2 separate regions of the Anser cygnoides genome follow, and region 1 is linked to region 2. The links are chromatin contacts, called in public Hi-C maps. All regions are on one chromosome and are shown on one strand. The core of a region is the stretch at or near the end of the contact, and the rest is flanking DNA. Distances in the headings are between cores, read along the strand shown.

Region 1 (5,337 bases), core at 771-3,270, 88 kb before region 2:
AAACTGTGCAGAAAACAGCATCTGATGTCTTAGATATTTGAGATCAAATACGCTGAGGCTTTAAGTAGAAATATTTTCTCAGCACTGCAAGTCAAGCTATCTCCTTTTTGAGGATAAACTTATTTTCATCTTGTACATATACAAAGCTGGGACTTTGAGCAACAGAATCCACCCGGCCTCGAACAGCTGGATTCCTTTTATAGCATCCACAGTAAATGCCCACAGAACATCCACCAACAGCCAGTAACCAGTTCCTTTTATGATAATCATGATCCAGTTACCAAACATGCAATGAGCTGAGGTAGCAAAAAAGCTGGAGACCAGGGTTCAGTTTCAACCCACAGGACACAAATGCTACCTCCTGCCTACCGGCACAGGGAGAGGCAATCACCTCACCCCACTGACTGTTGCTAACCTCGAGTCTAAGCTCAGTAAGTTTCCACTTTGTGCAATACACTCTACCCACCAGGAACAAAAAGGACCACTGGCACCACGTTCCAGCTCCTCAAAGCCATTTGCACCAGTAAACAAGCCCTGCATCCCCTGCCCATCAGACTCGACTTGCGCAGTCACAGTTCTAGGAGCAGGGATCAGGCTGATGAAGTTTGTGTAGGGGGGACCCAAGCAATACAGTTTAATCCCATAAAGGCTGGAGGTGCTGAGGGAACTTTAAAAATATCAAAGTATAGCTGTAGCTCTGCGTGGGCTTGCCTCCTCTGTGCTCCTGGAGAGGTGATTATAAGTTCTCATTCTGGCTCCTCCCACATTAAATCTAGGTCTGCACCGCATACAAGTTATATTATTGCACCACATAGCCTGGGGCTGCCTTTGAAGACCACTCAAATTGCAGAGAATATATAATGTAATAGCACCTCCATTTATTGTCCTCAGATCTGTACCAAGCTACTAGTAAAGGCTGCCATCAGATTGTGGTTTCTGATCTACAAAACCTTCAACGATATGATCTGAGTGTGTGAGACACATACCTGAGTCATTTCACTTGCTATTGTGCTGGCTTGTCCTGAATTACTGTGTTTCCAGTGAACCTTTCCGCATGGATCTCTCCTCTCACAACAGTCATGTCCCAGCTCATGGTTTTTTGCTTTCCAAAGGCTGCAAACTCTTCTCCACTAGGCTTTTGGTGAAGTGGAGGGAGGGAGAGGTTTGGAAAGTTCTGTTCTTTCCATTGATAGGAGAGCACAGCTGATTTTGTTACTAGCTTTTTTTTTTTTTTTTTCCAATTTACAAACTCCTGTTTACAAACTGCTCATGTGCTATGCTTTAAGAACACTACTTTGTAAAATCAGAAATACAAATTAGCGGAAAGAAATCGCAGAGGATAAGAAAAAGCATTTAGGGAGATCTACAACGAACCTGAAATATCCCCGTTGTGCTGCTCCCGGTACCGGGGCTGGGACAGCGTACTACCCGATACCAGCTCTGCCACACAGCTCCCCTTCCAGCTGCCCAAAAGGCACTATCAGCTGCTACTGCCAGCTGATAACCACCCCCAGAGCTGACCTCAGCAGCGCCCAGCAGACCTCAGGCTGCAATCTCCCCTGCTCCTGACGCGAGCGGCACAGCCGTGGGATATCGGAACAAACATCACCTTTGGGTGGCGTCCAGTGGTGGGTCCCGTAAGACGTCTGCAGGAGGAGGTATTCGATGCCGTCAGCGGGCTTGGAGGACGCCGCTGGCTGCAGCCTCCTGTAGATGATCAAGCCACAGGCTCTGACCGCCATGTCCCCGCTCCCTGCAGGGGGCAAGCAGAAATGACGTGGGGCTCGGGCAGGTCGGGATAAAAGTCCATCCCTTCGCAGCTACCGTGCAATTAAACCCTGTCTTAATAACAACCCGTGAGGTGCGACAATGGAGCCCTTTCCTTTTCAAATTGGGAAGGAGGAGCCTACATAAAAACCCTTAAATATATATATATGTATGCATGCATTAAGAGGCACGGAATGTGACTTGTGTGCTGTTTCTTTACAGCTGATACATTACACAGCACACCGCAGGGACAGAATATGATGAAGAACCAGGAAAGCCGGACATTTAACGCTCTGATTTTCGCTGCAGAAGCCCTCGGGCTCCGTGCACAGATAACGCCGGGGCTCCGCCCACGGGGCCCCCGGGCTGGGGCTGGGGCTGGGGACCCCGCCGCCCCCGGAACCCCCCCGCAGCCCCCCGCGGTTCCCCCCGGACCCCTGAGCGCGGCGCACGCCCCACTCCCTGCCCTCACCTTCGCTCCCGGATCGGGAAAAGAGGAGGCGGGACCAACGCGCGGCTGACAGCCCCCTCAACCAATCGCAGCGCCTTCTCCCCCCCTTCTCTTATTCCCTTAACCCCGCCTCCCTCCGTCTGATTGGTTCCTCCCTAGCGAGCCGCGCGCGCCACCGTTTGAAGCGGGCGAGGCGTTGTTGCCATGGAGACGCGGCCTGGGCGCCGCTCCCGGAGCCTCCGCGCCCGCTGAGGGGACCGGGGGCCGGGGGAGGGGGGGTGGCGGTGCCCGGCCCGGCGCTGCAGGGTACGTACGGACACCGGGAGCACGGCCCCGGCGGGCTCCGGGCGGGTTTTCTCTCAGCTGAACGCGTGGGGAGGCGCGGAGGCTTCTTTTGGGGGCGAAACTGGGAAGAAAACGGTAAAAGTTCATCCGGGACCGAGCCCCGGGGCTAAACGCGTCCCCTCCGAGTCCTGAAGCGTAACCCCCGAGGCGCGGCAGCTCGCTGGGCTCTAATTATAAAATAAATGTTAGAAGCCAGCTGTTAAACCCTGACGGCAAGAGAGGCTGGGGCGCAGTTTTCGAATAATCAGCACCCCGATATAGCTGCCGGGTGATTTTCTGGGCGTGTGGCTGAGTATTAGACGCTTCCCCTTCCCCTGCAGCTGCTGCTGGGAGCAGTTGTCGGGATCAGCTGCGGGATGGAGCCGCTCCTGCTGAGCTCACCAGCCTATGTTTAGTGTGGAAGAATGATAATGGTAACTAGCATCTCAGTGCTCCGTTGGAAAACAAGCAGTTCATTTAGTTGTCATTTTTAAGTCCGTTTCAAATATCACTGAAATTAATCCGCTTTGCACAACCTTCACGTTTCTCTGCTTTCTGGGTCAGGAGGAGATCAACAGGGAACCAAAGGCGGAAGAACCTTGTACGCTTGGACAGAAGGGCTGGGTTCGCAAGGAGGTGAGTGCCATCCAGCCAGGCATGCTGCCCCATGCTCAGCCCTGCCCAGGCCACGCAGTGTGCCCGCCATCACTCTATGCACGCTGATAACGGTTCTCATTCTGCTTATGGAAAATTGGGAGCAACAACATCGGACCTGTCGTTTTCCAGTCTTCATCATGAGGGTGATGAAGGGAGCGGAGCATCTCCTTTACGAGGAAAGGCTGAGGGAGCTGGGTCTCATTAGCTTGGAGAAGAGGAGACTGAGGGGTGACCTTACTAATGCTTATAAATATGTAAAGGGCAAGTGTCAGGAGCATGGAGCCAGGCTCTTCTCTGTGACATCCAATGATAGTGCAAGGGGCAATGGGTGCAAGCTGGAACGCAGGAGGTTCCACTTAAATACGAGACAAAACTTTTTTATGGTGACAGTGACAGAGCACTAGAACAGCCTGCCCAGGGGGACTGTGAAGTCTCCTTCTCTGAAGACATTCAAAACCCTCCTGGACGCGTTCCTGCGTGACGTGATTTAGGCGTTCCTGCTCTGGCAGGGGGATTGGACTAGGGGATCTTTCAAGGTCCCTTCCAATCCCTAACATTCTGTGATTCTGTAATCGTAGCTATAGTAAGCAACTCGGGTATGTTAGGAGCAAAGAAAGAAGTGTTGGTGCTGGGAGAAGGCCTGCATCCTGGTCCAACTATAAAATAGCTGTCAGTTAACAATGAACATGTTCCTTTCTTTCTACTTTTATTACACGGAAACTATAGGTGGTTTTCTGTGGGTATTTTTCAGCTTTCTTCCGCATATTTTCAAAACAGACTGCTACAACATTTGTTCCAACTAATGTCAGAACATTTATTACCTCTGTGTATGTGTTCAGGGGCTTCCGTAGCATGATCCTGCGATCTGATGAATGGATCTGCGGCAGTGATCTGTAAATATTTGAATTGGAGCTTCGTAGCTCCCTGTCTACTTCATTAGACTAAAATTACGAACTTGTTTTGCAGTAGAGATTATCTCTTACTGTGGAGCTTGTGCTTATAGAAGTGCAACCACACCGTGGCTGTTTCTTCACAGGAATGCCTTAGTGTCCAAGGGGTGGGATCAGAATGATTAAAGGTAAAGCATTTGATGTGGTTCCCTGGAAAAGCAAATTAGCCGTTTGTTTCTGGAGGGTTTAATCAGATTTCGCTTTGGATAACAGATACAAAAGAGCTTCGTGTTCAGATGAATAAAAAATAACAGTGTATGACTGGTAACATGAGTTAACAAGTCTCCCTTTTCTCTGTTGTAGGTTTGTCAGTAAAAATTGGCTTCCTTCTGGTCTTCTGCTCTGTACCTCAAAAACCAACGAACACCTTGGCACAGCACCTGAAGACGTGTTTGGGGTAATGTGCTTTAAAGTAATGAGAACGTACCCTGGTGTAGTTGTGGTTGGAAGAGGAAACATACCTACCTGCTACATGTGTTTACAGATCTTTAGAAGTTCTTAACATCTGTTTTTTATATGCAGTTTGTAAACTGGAATGATTTACACAATAGACAATTTACACAATTATTACCTGATATCCATGAGAATTGTTTCTAATAAGAATATTTAATGATCAGACTGCAGCTTATGGTTTAGAATAATTATGTTAGATTACTTACAGAATTAAATGTATAGATGCATTAATTTACATTTGTAAGATTAGGAGTGCCACATAAGGTTTCTTCACTTGTTCATGACTTGATTTCCTTAGTTTAAAATTGAGGTATAGTGATAGTAGTGCTATGTCTCAGAGGTGACAATAAGGAGTATCAGAGGAAGTCAACTAAAATTGTCGGGTAAATATGAGTGAGCCACAGTGGGATAACAAGGATAACACTTGAATGTTACTCAAGTGAGCGGTGCACTGAGATCTTTAATATAATGGAGTTTAATGAGGATCCAGGTATATTGGCCTAAGGCTGCTTTATTCTTAATATAGTTTATGTAGGGATTTTGTGAGATTTATGTTATGCAGAGTGACTGACACTCACAGAGTGAGTATCTGAAGGCCAGTCTTCAGTTAGAAAAGTGTGTTGAGAATGAAAACATGTCTAAAAGCTGATTAATAATTGAAAGCATTTTAAAATTGTGGATCGGATCCTGGAGCATAACTTTGTGGTACATTGATTTCCTTCACAATACATAAAA
Region 2 (4,925 bases), core at 59-2,558:
TCTGTCACCTCTGAGTGTATTCCATGTGTGAATCTCTAATGGTGATTGTTTTTTTTTGATGGTCAGTTTGAAAACAGATTCAATGCTTAGAAACCATACAGGAAAAAAAACACTTGACAATGAGGTCACAGTATTACTAACTTTGTAGCTGAGAAAGATCATGTTGTTAATCCTAATTGATGACGCCCAGCAGTGTGTTCAGTTTAACTAATAGCAATAGTATCCTTTCCTGTTTCCAGCCTCTATTGTTTATTGCAGTTCCTTCTTTAAAAAAGGTCAATTATGTCTATGTGAAATGCTGTTATGGGCTATTCATCCAGGTTCTCGGGATGGCTCGATGGGTCTCTGGGAAGTCACAGAGGATGTGCTGTCTAAAAGCGATGCCAGGCACAACCTGTCTCAAGTTCCTGTCTATGCCCACATAACACACAGGGCTCTGAAGGATATCCCCAAGGAGAACACCAATCCTGACAATTGCAAAGTCCGAGCACTGGCTTTCAACAATAAAAACAAGGTGAGTAAGGTACTCAAGACAGATGAGAAGTCCTAAAACTGTCCAGACTTACCAGAAAAAAATAATCTAAATCAAATATATTGGAGAGAGGCAGCCTGACATATTTTTCCCTGATCCTTTTGTGTCCTTCTCATATGAAATGGTCGTCTTCATCTGCTGTGTCTACCTCAGCCCTCAAGTGAATTCAGAAAAGCTGGAGGCGGGGAATTCATGTATTTTTCTGAAAAGGAACAATTTGACTGTAGGATTGGTGTTTAGACTTGCACCCAGAGGGAGCAAGGGAGAATGTTTGCAAGAAACAGAGAAAGTACCAGAACACCCCTTGCATCTTGAATCCCACTCTTTGGTGCGGTTGTTGCTTTCCTTCACCCTTAATGAAGACCAGCTGACATTCAGGTAGTTCCTGTTTTGATGGCTGAGTTGTTACTGGATTGCTCAGTAAGCGAGGTAACTGACACACAGGGCAGGCACCAGTGCTTGCTCCGGTGTTATTTTGTTGGCATTTGACAAACAGAAAACATTAACCTCCCCCCCATGCTGATCTCTCGCTATTACTAGAGATGAAAGCTACTGTAGCAAGTAGGAGTAGCAATTCATCCTCCACTGCTTTTGTTTCTGTCCTCACAGAACAGAGGAGGTCTGAAGCCAAAGCAGGCGTGCTCTCAGCAACACAGTGCTCCTGTTGGCTTTATTTTTCACCATGTTAATCACTCCTCTGCAATGAAGACTTCATACAGCTTTTTCCTATAGAGTAGTGCCTGGAAATAAATGGTTACTTTGGGGTCAGAATCACTGTGGGAGCTGCTAGTTGCTAACTAGCTTGTACTGTCTAATAAGTTATTATTTGCTTGTCTAACAAGATCTATACTTTGAAAGTTATTTTTGGTTATTTAATTCTTATTCTATCTGGCACCTTTGTGCTATATTGCGTTCTCTCAAGATCAATGTGAAATGAAAGGCTATCTTGATAAGGACGTACAGGATTACAGATGAGCTCAATCTGGAGGGTGTAGCCTGCCTAGTAGAGTGTGAGGTTTATAAGGGCATTTATAATACAGAAACTAATTTTTTTTTTTTTTTTTAAATCTTAACAGGAGCTGGGAGCTGTGTCCCTAGATGGGTATTTTCATCTTTGGAAAGCAGAGCACACGCTATCAAAGGTGCTTTTCTCTTTTGGCTTTAAACTTGGAAAATTGCCTAGCATTTATTGCTGTTCACTATTTCTTCATCTCCTTTAAATGCTTGAAGAAAACAACAGGTTATAAAACGTAAGCTTTGTATAAAATGTACTAAAAATAAAACTTGAGGAGAGAAACTCACTACTCTTAACTTTCTGCCAGCTCTGCATGAGTTGAGTGTCCTGTTGCATAGAGCGTGGGTAGTTTTGTAGCAGGGTTCATCAAAGAAGCTGTACTTGTTGAAGTGTAATTGCAGATTAAAATTCGGCATATCTCTGCTGGTGTATGAGGTAAGCTTTTTCAGGGAGCTGATGCCGTTACACCTGCGAAGTGGTAACAGCAGCTTAAAAAAAAAAAACTAAAACAATTTGCCAAAAATGTCCTTTGTTCTTCAAATAATACTTCAGCCTTTAGCATTCCAGTTTGGTTTGATAAGGCATCCCATCTCTTCCATGGCTTTTTTTTTTTCTGTGGGTCAGGTTGTTGGTTTTCTCCTTAAGTTCTGTTTTTGTGATGAATTATTTTAGCTGCTTTTTTTCCCCACTGCAATTTACACTGAACTTAGCTTTAACAGAAGAATTCTGTAACATGTTGCTCTTTTATTGTAATGTGTTTTGTTTTTTTTGTCTTTCCTCTGTTTCCAGTTACTCTCCACAAAGTTGCCATACTGCAGGGAGAATGTGTGTTTGGCTTACGGTCAGGAGTGGTCAGTGTATGCCGTAGGATCACAGGCGCACGTCTCCTTTCTGGATCCGAGGCAGCCGTCTCACAATGTTAAATCCGTCTGTTCCAAAGAACGAGGCAGTGGTAAGAAACTTGACAGAGTGCTTCAACCTGTTTGCTTTCAGAAGTAGCAATGTAAGATAAGCTTCTTAAACAAATAAGAGATTTTTCATGTGATGTGTTAAATCATTAACAGTATATGTAGGTTTTGGTTTTAGGCCACTTGTCTTGGCATAAGAGAAGCTAAAAGCAACACTGAAACTAGATGATTTCTTAAGAGCAACTGCATTGTGTACCATCCAAATAGTAATGAACACTATGAAGTCTACATCTTCAACTTTTTAAATGTATTTCTCTATTGTACTTCATCTCATAGCAAAACCAGTTATCATACCACCACTAATACTGCCTAGTCTTGCAGTTTTCTCTGGGACTGGAAGAAAAACGCATGTTTCTGCTGTTTGCTGTCACATTTGGAGTCTGTGCTGTGAGTGAATGCTTACTCTGACGTTGAAGATGAGTGAGATTTCTGACTTTCAGTGTGTATTTGTTTAAATACAAAAGCTCACTCAAAAAAAGAAAGTAACAATAGTAGTCAGAATGATTATAGACATGAGTACTGTTTTTTTCTTCTGCAGTCTCTTCAACTGAACCTTATGCCAGGGCCAAGTGTAAGCATTGTCAGGGTGCATGATCCTATATGCTTCTTCCCATGTCCTTTATTTTGAAGCATGAGAAGGAAGCATTGTGTTAAGATTTTCCATCTTAAAACACATTAATCCAAGGCTAGAAAGTTGCAGTCCTTGTTTAGCTCAGCTCTGAGCATCAGTCTCTTCATTGGGCAAGTTATCAAAAGAGGATTTGTGTAAATAAAACCTCCCTAGCCCTTGTCTGCATTTACTGGAGTTTGTGGGGTGCTGCCCAGATAAATGTCAGGGTCTGTTTCTTTGAGATATGGGAGAGTTTTCTTTAGGGTGGGAAATAATGGTTCACCAGCCCTGAACAGCTGTCCGCACCAGCCTTTGCCCTGAATCACAGCCAGCCAGGGCTCTGTGGAGGTCCTCTGAGGCTGCTACTCTCCAGTATCATAGGGAAGAGGTACTAAGACACAGGAGCGTATTGCCCAATGGTGGCTGGAAGTTTCTGCCCTGAGTATGTGATCCTGCTGGACGTGATCTGTGTGTAGGTAGCTTTTCTGAGACACTGGCTTGAGCCTGGGGAAAGCCTTTGTTCAGCACCATTTTCTGTTCTGCGTAGTGGGCAGATCTCTTATGGCACTGTTGGGGGCACTGAGGTAATATTGCTTCCCAAGGTGCTGAGTGCTTCAGCTTTCTATTGATCCCCCTGGGACTTGGTGTGTGGGGCAGCACAGGCTTCAGAAAGAAGAAAAAAAAGAAAAGGAAGGCTGTTTGGTTTGTGGACTAAAATTTGGGTTGACTTGCAAGTTCTCTGAATGTGCTGTCAGCTTCCAAAATGCACCCAGTGAATGTGGGAAGTTCACACCAACTTCAGATTATTACTGTTGTGTGCATATAAACAGGCTAGAGAGAGCACCATTTTCAGTCTTACCAAGTTAGAATCTGTTTTTTACCCAGTGTAACCATAGCTGCTGTACATCAGAAGACAATTATGCTTTTTAGTGTTCTTGTAAGTGTTGCTTTTCTTAGCAGCTGTACAGGAATATGTAGGGCCCTGTACTCTAGTTCCTGATCAGCAGAAACTGCTTTCTGCTTGGCTAGCATGTAGCGAATTGTTTTATGCCCTTGACTTCAGACCCTGAGGACAACAATGTTAACGTAGTGGACAGAGCTTGTGCAGCACAGACTCTGTGCTTGCTCTTTGCTTAGGACGTGCTACTGCATCTTCATTTACTTCTGCAGTATGTCGGGCCTCCCTCTCTCTCAGGAGTAAAACTCAATTTGCTGACCCAAATATTCCATAGTGTAGCGTTGGGAATGTTAGAGAGCTTGCCTTGATCAGTTCTAGGCACAGGTTGTGCTGCTAGTTTGTGGATAATCTGAGGTGGTACTTCAGGAGCCAATGTGAAGTGCTGTTCTTCAAAGTGTGTTCTAAATATCTTAGTAATGGATATGCCACTGGTTCCTTCAGCTATTTTTTTTATTAGAGAAGGGTCCACATTTCTGCATTTCATTGCTTTTTTTATTCATAGTACTGAAAAGTATGCCATGTGCACTGATACTCCACCTGTTTCTGTAAGTGTTCTGCTGGGTTGCTTGTCAAGAGCACTTTTATAACACAAACAGGAGGATGTCTCCTCTTGTGCCCGTCTCCCCTTACTCAAGTGGCTGCTCTTGCTGATTGAAGAGGGTTTAAAGCCTTCTGAATGTATCCTATGCATATGGAGCTCTGAATTAAATTGGAGGTTCTTGTATGCATCTGGGAAATCTAATGTAGCAAGTGTGAGACTTGCACAGTGGTTTCCCACCTACTAAGACAGTAGCCATGACTTCACCTCACATCAGAAGCACAGCGGTGTTGCCTGCTCTGAG

The links. Hi-C and Micro-C count contacts between places; a contact is called where the count stands out from the background.
Region 1: a Hi-C map of liver shows a contact between it and region 2, with 2.7 times the contacts expected there. The contact joins the promoter of NUDT2 here to the enhancer-like site in region 2. A contact is called at or near these places in 2 of 7 Hi-C or Micro-C datasets (both in liver).

The regions. Positions count from the first base shown.
Region 1 is chrZ:62,503,070-62,508,406 of Taihu_goose_T2T_genome, reverse strand. It overlaps NUDT2 (nudix hydrolase 2), which reads right to left and starts at 2,020. Exons shown (of 3, transcript XM_048048535.2): 1 at 2,002-2,020; 2 at 1,610-1,753. The coding sequence starts at 1,742. It overlaps KIF24 (kinesin family member 24), which reads left to right and starts at 2,377. Exons shown (of 16, transcript XM_066988885.1): 1 at 2,377-2,524; 2 at 3,107-3,178; 3 at 4,453-4,547.
Region 2 is chrZ:62,414,459-62,419,383 of Taihu_goose_T2T_genome, reverse strand. DCAF12 (DDB1 and CUL4 associated factor 12) reads left to right here. Exons shown (of 9, transcript XM_048048540.2): 5 at 321-514; 6 at 1,609-1,674; 7 at 2,337-2,499. Among named protein-coding and RNA genes, the nearest start is that of DCAF12, 18 kb to the left of the region's middle. Within about 2 kb of position 1,308, at least 2 of the 3 cell types and tissues checked have open chromatin away from gene starts, as enhancers often do. A contact at or near this core is called in liver, where this site is marked.